3 separate regions of the Mus musculus genome follow, and regions 1 and 3 are each linked to region 2. Evidence: chromatin contacts called from public promoter capture Hi-C data. All regions are on one chromosome and are shown on one strand. The core of a region is the stretch at or near the end of the contact, and the rest is flanking DNA. Distances in the headings are between cores, read along the strand shown.

Region 1 (2,700 bases), core at 107-2,606, 810 kb before region 2:
GCATTTCATTGTCACTCTGGGTGTCTCTTCAGAGGAACAAGTGACTAAGACATCATCATCATCAACAACAACAACAACAAAACACAAGCCAGTCAAACAGAAACGCCCCTCCACATCCACGGGGTACTGGATTCAGGATCTGTTGGAACACCCAAATACAAGGATGCTTAATTCTCTTATAAACATAGTATTAGCCTATAATTTACATGCATCTGCCGGTGTATTTTAACTAATCTTTACTTATCCTACCTAATACATTTAAATCCTAGATACACAATTGCTATACTATATTGCTTAGGAAATAATGACCAAGACATTACGTTTGTACACGTACAGTACATGTCACTACTACAGACCTAACCACATAGCATGAGCACTGGCTGGTTGAAAGCCCAGATGCAGAACTAGTAGTTAGAGAAGACCAACTCTATACTTTCTACCTATACACTGAGAAACAAAAGAGCAAGTCTCAGATACACTAGTTTGCATTCTGTGAGTTTCTCAATGATTTCGGCTTATTTCTCTAACACAGTAAAAAAGAGAACAAATTCATGAGGTTGAAAACGAAGTTATTCTCTCACATATTCATCACGCACACGTCCCAAGCCAAAATGACAACAACGACCCCCTCATCTTCTGTCCAGACAGGATAGATTTATATAAACCTTGGAGTATAATCTCTGCCCACCTTCAGTCCAAGCCTATAGGAGACCCGGATAAGTTATCTCTTCACACCTCCAAACCCCAATAGTTTGTTCTGTAGGGCCGCCAACAGTGAGCTTAAACTGCATTAGCAGATTCTGTGAGCCCAGGACAAGCGTGCAGCGCATAACCTACCTACCTTGGTACCGAGAGATAAGTACACGCGAATCCCAGCACAGTTGGGAGAAGCCCAGACTCCAGAAAGACTCCTAGGTTAGTTCTTTTAAAACACCTAACTTGGCAGTGACCTCAATCAGATTCCGATCTTCTCTCGGATACTATGTCACGCTGCATTCTCACAACTCCCTGCTCATAAGCCACCAAGGTCCCACTAAGTGAAGGGGGTACTTCTAAGGATCTCAGTCCTCCACCCAACGAGTCAGGCCAGAATCTGCGGGCAGCTCTGAGTTCTGCAATGTTACTCTCCCTCCACGAAAGCTCTCTGGAAATAGCTTTGTGCCCGCAGCTCACTCACAGTGAGAAGCAGCGTGCTCCTTTTTCACCGCCTCGTGCTGTCTGGAGGTTGTTACACGGGCGGGCCTCACTCTGCGGCCCAGAAGGACAAGAGGGTGCGGCTTACCTGGGAACCCGGAGAGCTCGCTCAGGTTGCAGCCTGCGACCACGTTCCGCGTCTGGAGGTGATGCAATACTGACAGTGCCAGGCTCAACCCCTCCGCGGCGCCCAATCAGCGTGTGCCATCCAACACCTACAAACAACACGTGTGGCGATTGGTCCGTGCATAACTGCAGAGCAGGATGGGAGCGTCCCTGCAAAGGAAGGAGAAGACGCTCCAGAGCCCTAACCCGGCAAGTCAGTGGCTACTCAATGTGGCAAAGTTTTTGCCTTCTAAGTCTTGGCCTATGAACGAGAGACACCCTTTCGTCCTGGGTCCATATGTCAGTACTCTCTCTCTCTCTCTTTTTTAAAAGGGTTTGTTTATTTGTACACAGTCTCCTGCCTGCATGTATTCGTTGTAAGCCAGAATGGTGAAAGCTTGGGGTTGAACTGGAGACCTCTGGAAGAGCAGCCAGTACTCCTAACCTCCGAGCCATCTCTCCAACCCCAGTATTCTTAAATATATGTCAATATATGTGAATATTATTAAATATATGTGAGTATATTTGAGATCTGGACATTTGACGCCATATAAAATTAGTTTAGACTCAGGGTCTCTTGTATCTCCTGCTGGCTCCGGAACTCCTAAGCAGCTAAGGAATGACCTTGAACTGCAGAACTTTCTGCCTCCACAATGGGAGTTACAGAAATGTTCCATCACGCCTGTTTTTATATGGTGCGGTGGATAAGCCGGCCATTTGTGCACCATAGCCACACACTGCCAACTGAGTTAGATTCCCAGCTGTGATGGCATCTAAAATTTATGCTACATATGAAACTTCTGACAAGTGACTCCCACAATTATTTTGGGAACAGTACATATTAACCTGGAGACTACTAACCATGTGGTAAATGGCAAGAGAAGGGAAGAGGGTCTGACAATAATCTGAACCCTTTATTGAATGTCATTGCAATGGTTCTTTTCATTTCAAAATTTTGCTTATGTATCATTACATATCTACTTAGTACCCTTCGGATCCGGCCTAGAACAAATGAGAACGTTGACACCAGTCTGTGAAAGTAAGTTTTGGCCTTGATAAATTGACAGCGTTAATTAGGTAAATAAGTGCCTATTTTATTAATGACAGAAAAACAAAAACAAAAAAACGGATTTGGCCTAAATGAAGTAGAAATCTCGGCGAGTTTTAGAACATTTTGATAACTGTTGAGTGTTTTATTCAACAGTTCTAGGCCCTATGGTGTCGAAAATTAGATGCAGTGTTTGCCTGTGCTTCTTGCTTTCTTAATTATGAGTATCCTTATTAACCAGAAATATTTGGAGTTTTTAAGCTTTGCATTCTTTAAATTGCCAATTGGTTCACCTCATGTTTATCCTCTGATCAGCGTGCAGAAATAGAACAAAGGTCCCTGCACAAAGTGAA
Region 2 (2,700 bases), core at 168-2,667:
GTTCAGGCAGGTAGCTTGAAATGAATTCATTGTGTACAGGTTGACGGGGTAACCTGTCTGCGCCCCCCGCCCCAATTTCCTATCTCCCCTGCCACATGTGTGCCCTTAGGTTACACAGTGCTTGCCCTGGTTCGGATCCTGATTTGTGGCCCTGGGTTTACCTATTTGGGAAGGGTGGGGGTTGGTTGAGGGCAGATTCCATAACAGGCTATCCTCTGAGTTGCCAGCAATGGAGCTGATTGGCAGCCGCACTCTGGGCAGGGATAACTGGGACTCTGCCTTGTCAAGGTAAGCAGAGGTCTGAAACTCTGGAATGTATCTGCAGAGACTAGCATCTCCACGTATTGTGTGGGGACAGGCAAAGGGGAAGCAGATCTAGCAGACAGCTTTCTTCCTAAATATATGGCCCTGCTCATCAGGGTCGACCTGGGTAGGGGACAGAGAAGGACCCTCATTCATATCTCACCAACCAACCAAACAACCAACCAACCAACCAACAAAAAAGCTCTAAGCAGGACAGGTGAGACCAGGGAGCCAGTTCAGAGCAAGACTGCAGGGGCGAGAGCGACAACATAACCCCTTGTCTTCCCCAGCAGTCCTGTGGCTCAGTTGCGACTCACTGGACTGTCCTCCGCTCCTAAGGTCTGTGGGTCTATGGGTTGTAATAAGGGGTCCTGGGCGGCACCAATCCCAGGTAAGCTGTGTCCTACAACAAACAGTTCACTCTCGGGTCCCCTGACTTTTGCCGGAGCATCGGGAAAGTTCACCGGATCGTACGAGGAAGCAAGGCAGCCCCCAGCTAGAAAGAAGGGGAAGGGGAGGTTATTCAAAAGCCAGCAACTCAGTCGCAGTTCGGGATGGGAGGGAGGCTGCCGGGCCCAGGAAGAGGAGGAAGATCCCCCTGTCCATCCCACTTCGGGGTCAGAAGAAAGTTAAGGCCAAGGAGTTGCTTCTGGCTAAGGCAGGGCTGTGCGAACTGTGTTCACGTAGTCGGGGGCAGGGGGCTCCGCGGCTCGTCTCCCTGGGAGTCCCGGGGCCACCCTCTCCCGCGGGGTGCCCCCGAGCCCGGCTGCTGGCTCCCCCAGGCCCGCGGCCCACCTTCTACCGCGGCCCGCCTTCCCGGCGGCGGGAGCGGGGCCCAGGCCGGCGGGCGGAGGCGGCGCCACCCGGGGCGCTGACGTAGCGGCCGCTCGGCGGCCGGGGGTCCCTTCGGTGGGGCCGCGGCTCCCCGCCCGCCGCCCCCGCGCGTCCATTCGCTTTGTGTCCCGCGCGCGGCCGGGCCCCCCGCGCACTCTCAGCCCTGCGCCCCGCGGCCCGGCGGGCGGCTCCCGGCGCGGCCCCAGCAGCCCGCGCCGGCATTGTGTGGACGCGCCCGGCCGCGAGCGCGCGCGCGGGCCCTGCCGAGCGCCCCCGGCCCCGTCCGCTCCGGCCGCGGCGCCCGCGCCCGCCGCCCCCGCCGCCCTCGCCGCGCGGCCCCCGGCCCGGCCCGGCCCGACCCGGGCAGCGCAGCGGCGGGGCGAGCGGCGGCGCGGCAACATGGCGACGGTGCCCGTGTACTGCGTCTGCCGGCTGCCCTACGACGTTACCCGCTTTATGATCGAGTGCGATGCCTGCAAGGACTGGTTCCACGGCAGGTGAGCGCGCCGCGGCCCGCCCGGCCCACCGAGCCCCGCGCCCTGGTCGCGCGCCCCGGGCCCCGCCGGGCACCGCAGCCGCGTTCGGCCGCCGGGCCGCGCGCCCTTTTGTGCCCAGGGCGGGGGCGTACGGCCGCCGCGCACAAAGCGAGGCCCGTGGCCGGGGCGGGCGAGGGGCGCGGGGAAGTTGGGGCTCCGGCCGCGATGGGGCTGGGACCCGGTCGTCTGACAGCGGGGCCGCAGTGGCCGCGGAGGCCAGGAGCCGGACGAGGCCCAGGCCCGGGGCCCCCGCCGCCAGCCCCCTGCGAAGTTGCAGGAACTTTCCCCGCGCGGGCTCGGGGCGGCCGGGCCGGGAGAGGCGGGCGCGCGGCCCGGCGCGGGTCCCCCGAGAGGCGCGACTGGCGGGCTCCGGAGCTGGCAGGGCTCGGGTGGACCGGGGGAACGGTAGCGAGGTAGCGGCCAGTGCCCCCCGTCTGTGCTGGATCCCGGGAACCCCCTCGGGACTGTGTCCTGGCGGGCAGGACCCCACCGGGGACCCCGCGTGCCTACTGGCTCGGGCCGGCCTGCGGGCCTAGGCGGGAGTGCAGTGACAGACCGACGTGAGTGTCTGTGTGTTGGGGTGGGGGTGTTGTGGCTTGGCCGCTCATTTCCTGGCCTGCTCGGCTCCCCATTTCCCTCCTCTCTGCTTCAGGCAGAGGAACCCCAGTTTTGACATGACCTTATGCTCTTTAAGGAAGATGGGGAGGAGGGAAAGAGGTAAGCTTGGAGATACTAAACCCGCCCTCTGGGCCCTTGCCGGTGGCCATGACCTGGCCTTGTGTCTACTTTTTAAGAGCCTAAGTCCCTTCCTACTTAGAAGTAAGAGGAGGAGAAAGAGGTGATCATCCTGCTTAAACTGCTCCAACAGGTTCTCTTGTGTTTGACTTTGCCTGTGGGATGTGCTTGGGCCTCAAGAGGGCTGGCCTGAAGCTGGACAGGTCTGTCTGTCCCCTGGGTGTGAGTTTTTAACAGCGAGTAGCAGGCTGGAGGGAGAGAACGGTGTGTGGTTCTGGACCGTCCCTGACCT
Region 3 (2,700 bases), core at 82-2,581, 710 kb before region 2:
TACTTATATTGTCTATTAGAAATATGAGAGATGAAGAAAAAATAAAGCAAAGCAACAATGTAAAATTTAAGAAATTATCCATTAATATGAATTTTGCAAATAACACAATAAGAGTTTCTTTATCATAACATTTCTCTTACTTGAAGAAAAACACTCATGTTTTTAAATGAATGTAGGTCCTAATCCAAATTAATAAAAGTGTTATAATTTACTTAGTTCTGGAAACTTAAAGGTAAAAGCATTGTAGCATGTCACTGTTTTAAAGCTCTTAACCGTTTTACTGATAGGCCATAGAAGCCAGGATATAAAGATCATCTGTACCTGTTAATTCTTGTCTAAGACAACTTTAAATTTAGTCTTTTGCTCTTTAAAAAAAGTGTGTCTCAGTTAAAATAATACATACATGCATACATACATACGTACATACATACATACATACATACATACATACATACATACACAATACATTTAAATCGTAATTAACTTAAACTTAAGAATCCTTTAATAACCAGACAAAATGTTCCTGTCTTGGGAATGATACAAATGAAAACAAACATTCTAAATCAGAAATTTGCCCAGTAGAAAAAATTACAACAAAGCATTTTTTTTTAGCAAAATTGTTTAGCAAATTTTTTGTCATTTAAAATTAAGAGCAGAAAAACAAACCCAAGAAACTAAAGAGAAATTGATTCCTTTAACCGAAGATTCTTTCCCTTTGTCCAGTTTTATTTTAAAAATAATCTAAACAAATATTGCTTATTGAGTCATTTTAAATCAGAAATTTAAACTCACCTTGCTGGTCTTTTTGCTTAAACATTTTGCTTAATCGAAATTTTAATTTAATTTTTAGTCAGATTTTGCTTCCCCGATTGCGCTTTTATGATAAGTGCAGTCTAATTTAATATTTAGCAACCCTAAGACACTTTTGTAACAGTAAGAATACATACTTTAAGAGTTGAAAATTACTTTATCATCATACCTGTTGAGATTGCTCTAGTTTCAGGGACTGATGAATTGGCAATCCTTTAACTGAATCAGAAATGCCTAAATTCTTTAGCGAAGTTTCTTAAAAATCCACAGTAACTCAGTGTGCAGACAGGGCTGTCCTTTGAATTACTGGAGCAATTTAAGTAAATACAATCTGCTTGGAAAACACTTGGGTTGAATTAAAATTTTGTACTTCTTTTCATTATACAGAATTTTGTGGATTCAAAGTAAGATGTTTGTGCTCTTGGTCAGATTTATGTGGCTAACTTCTTTCTTTTCTCCTTAATTTTGGTTTGAGGTGTGGCAAGAATTTTCTCTTAATATGAAAGGCAAACAAGACTAAATGAAACAACATGTACTGATTACTGTTTTTATTTTCATTTTTATGCCAAAGAATTCTTCAGATTAAAGTCCACTGTGACCTGGAGCCCAGTGTCTCAGCAATTTAAGGTGGAATTCAAAATTGTATCCGGTTCCTGGGTTGACAGAGGCTTGCATTCACATCAGTGCTTTCCTTTGACTCTTGACTAAGAATCAGAAGTGGAAACATACAGCATTTCACATCTAGTTTACTTTGAGAATGCAGTAGAGTGCATTGGTTTCACAGATTAAAGGCACAGCTTTCCCACTTATAAAGACTACTAATAACTTTTAAAGAGAAATGAATTCCCTCAGCTATGTATGCTAGTGCCTTGCCTTTCGGCTCAGTACACAAAATAATTTTATAGTCCACTTTGTCTTTAAGTGGGATCGAATAAAAGCCTCTGCTGCTCAGTCACTTCTTCTACCTTTTATTGTATGGATTTAGAAACTTTCTTCATTTGCTGAAGGAGCCCTCCTTAAGAGTTGCAGCTAGCAAGCCTGCTTACTGCAAGGCTACATTTTTGTGCTAATGTTTTCATAGTTAAACAGAGTTAGCTGTGTCTCTTGGCATCAGCTGTTGAGTTTTTTGGAAAGACATTCTTTCAAGCTTGAGAAGTTTTGGTTCTTCAAAACAGTGTTTTCTATTAGACTTTATAAGTAACCTAGAGGATTTATTTTAATGTTTCAGATTTAAGAAAAGTATATAGTATTTCAACGGTGCTTTGGCAACATTGTAAACATCTAGTCTATTACTCGAGACATTGGTATGTGAAATGTGGCAGACCGCACTTGGGCCAAGATTCCATTTAGTTACCGATCTTTTCCATATGTTTCCTATTACTGTCTTTGTTCTTAAACCTCAGGCTTTCACACTCGGGAGAAGAACAAATCTGTATGTTTTTCTCAAGCATTGTTTTAGTCCCCTTATAGTTCTTTTAAAAGATTAAGTTAAAATCAGCCACTTAATTTTTAAATATAATTCTTTATTAATTGTATGTTGTGGTCTTAAAATAGTGATTCTGTTGTTCTTGTTTCTAGATTAGGTAGGAAAATATATCACTAATACTAGAGCACATTTTTTGAAAGTCTAGAACCAGAAGTGGTGATGCACACCTTTAATCCCAGCACTTGGATAGTAGAGGCAAGCAGATCTTTGAGTTCCAGAACAGCCTGGTCATCAGGATGACCAGACCTACACAAAGAACCCCTGTTCCCCAAACAAAAGTGTTTCTAGAAAATTTAAAGGAGGCTAGCAGTGTATATGATGTTGCATTTGGCAGTGACTGAAAATGAAAGAGGATAGGCGAGTTTCTGATTACTGATTTCTTAGGCAACTTCATTGTACCAAAT

The links. Promoter capture Hi-C pulls out the DNA fragments that hold promoters and counts their contacts.
Region 1: a promoter capture Hi-C map of pre-B cells shows a contact between it and region 2, with 4 times the contacts expected there. The contact joins the promoter of Iars here to the promoter of Phf2 in region 2. A contact is called at or near these places in 1 of 39 promoter capture datasets (pre-B cells), 1 of 115 datasets of contacts at active chromatin or transcription factors (bone marrow-derived macrophages) and 2 of 9 other capture datasets (adipose tissue and liver).
Region 3: a contact with region 2 is called in a promoter capture Hi-C map of liver, with 2.4 times the contacts expected there. The contact joins the promoter of Omd here to the promoter of Phf2 in region 2. A contact is called at or near these places in 2 of 39 promoter capture datasets (both in liver).

The regions. Positions count from the first base shown.
Region 1 is chr13:49,680,786-49,683,485 of GRCm38.p6, reverse strand. It overlaps Iars (isoleucine-tRNA synthetase), which reads right to left and starts at 1,356. Exons shown (of 34, transcript NM_172015.3): 1 at 1,283-1,356.
Region 2 is chr13:48,869,602-48,872,301 of GRCm38.p6, reverse strand. Phf2 (PHD finger protein 2) reads left to right here and starts at 1,417. Exons shown (of 22, transcript NM_011078.3): 1 at 1,417-1,634. The coding sequence starts at 1,537. It overlaps Phf2os1 (a long non-coding RNA gene), which reads right to left and starts at 1,351. Exons shown (of 2, transcript XR_003950516.1): 1 at 1,099-1,351.
Region 3 is chr13:49,581,093-49,583,792 of GRCm38.p6, reverse strand. Omd (osteomodulin) reads right to left here and starts at 1,331. Exons shown (of 3, transcript NM_001360708.1): 1 at 980-1,331. All of the region lies in intron 5 of Cenpp (centromere protein P), which reads left to right.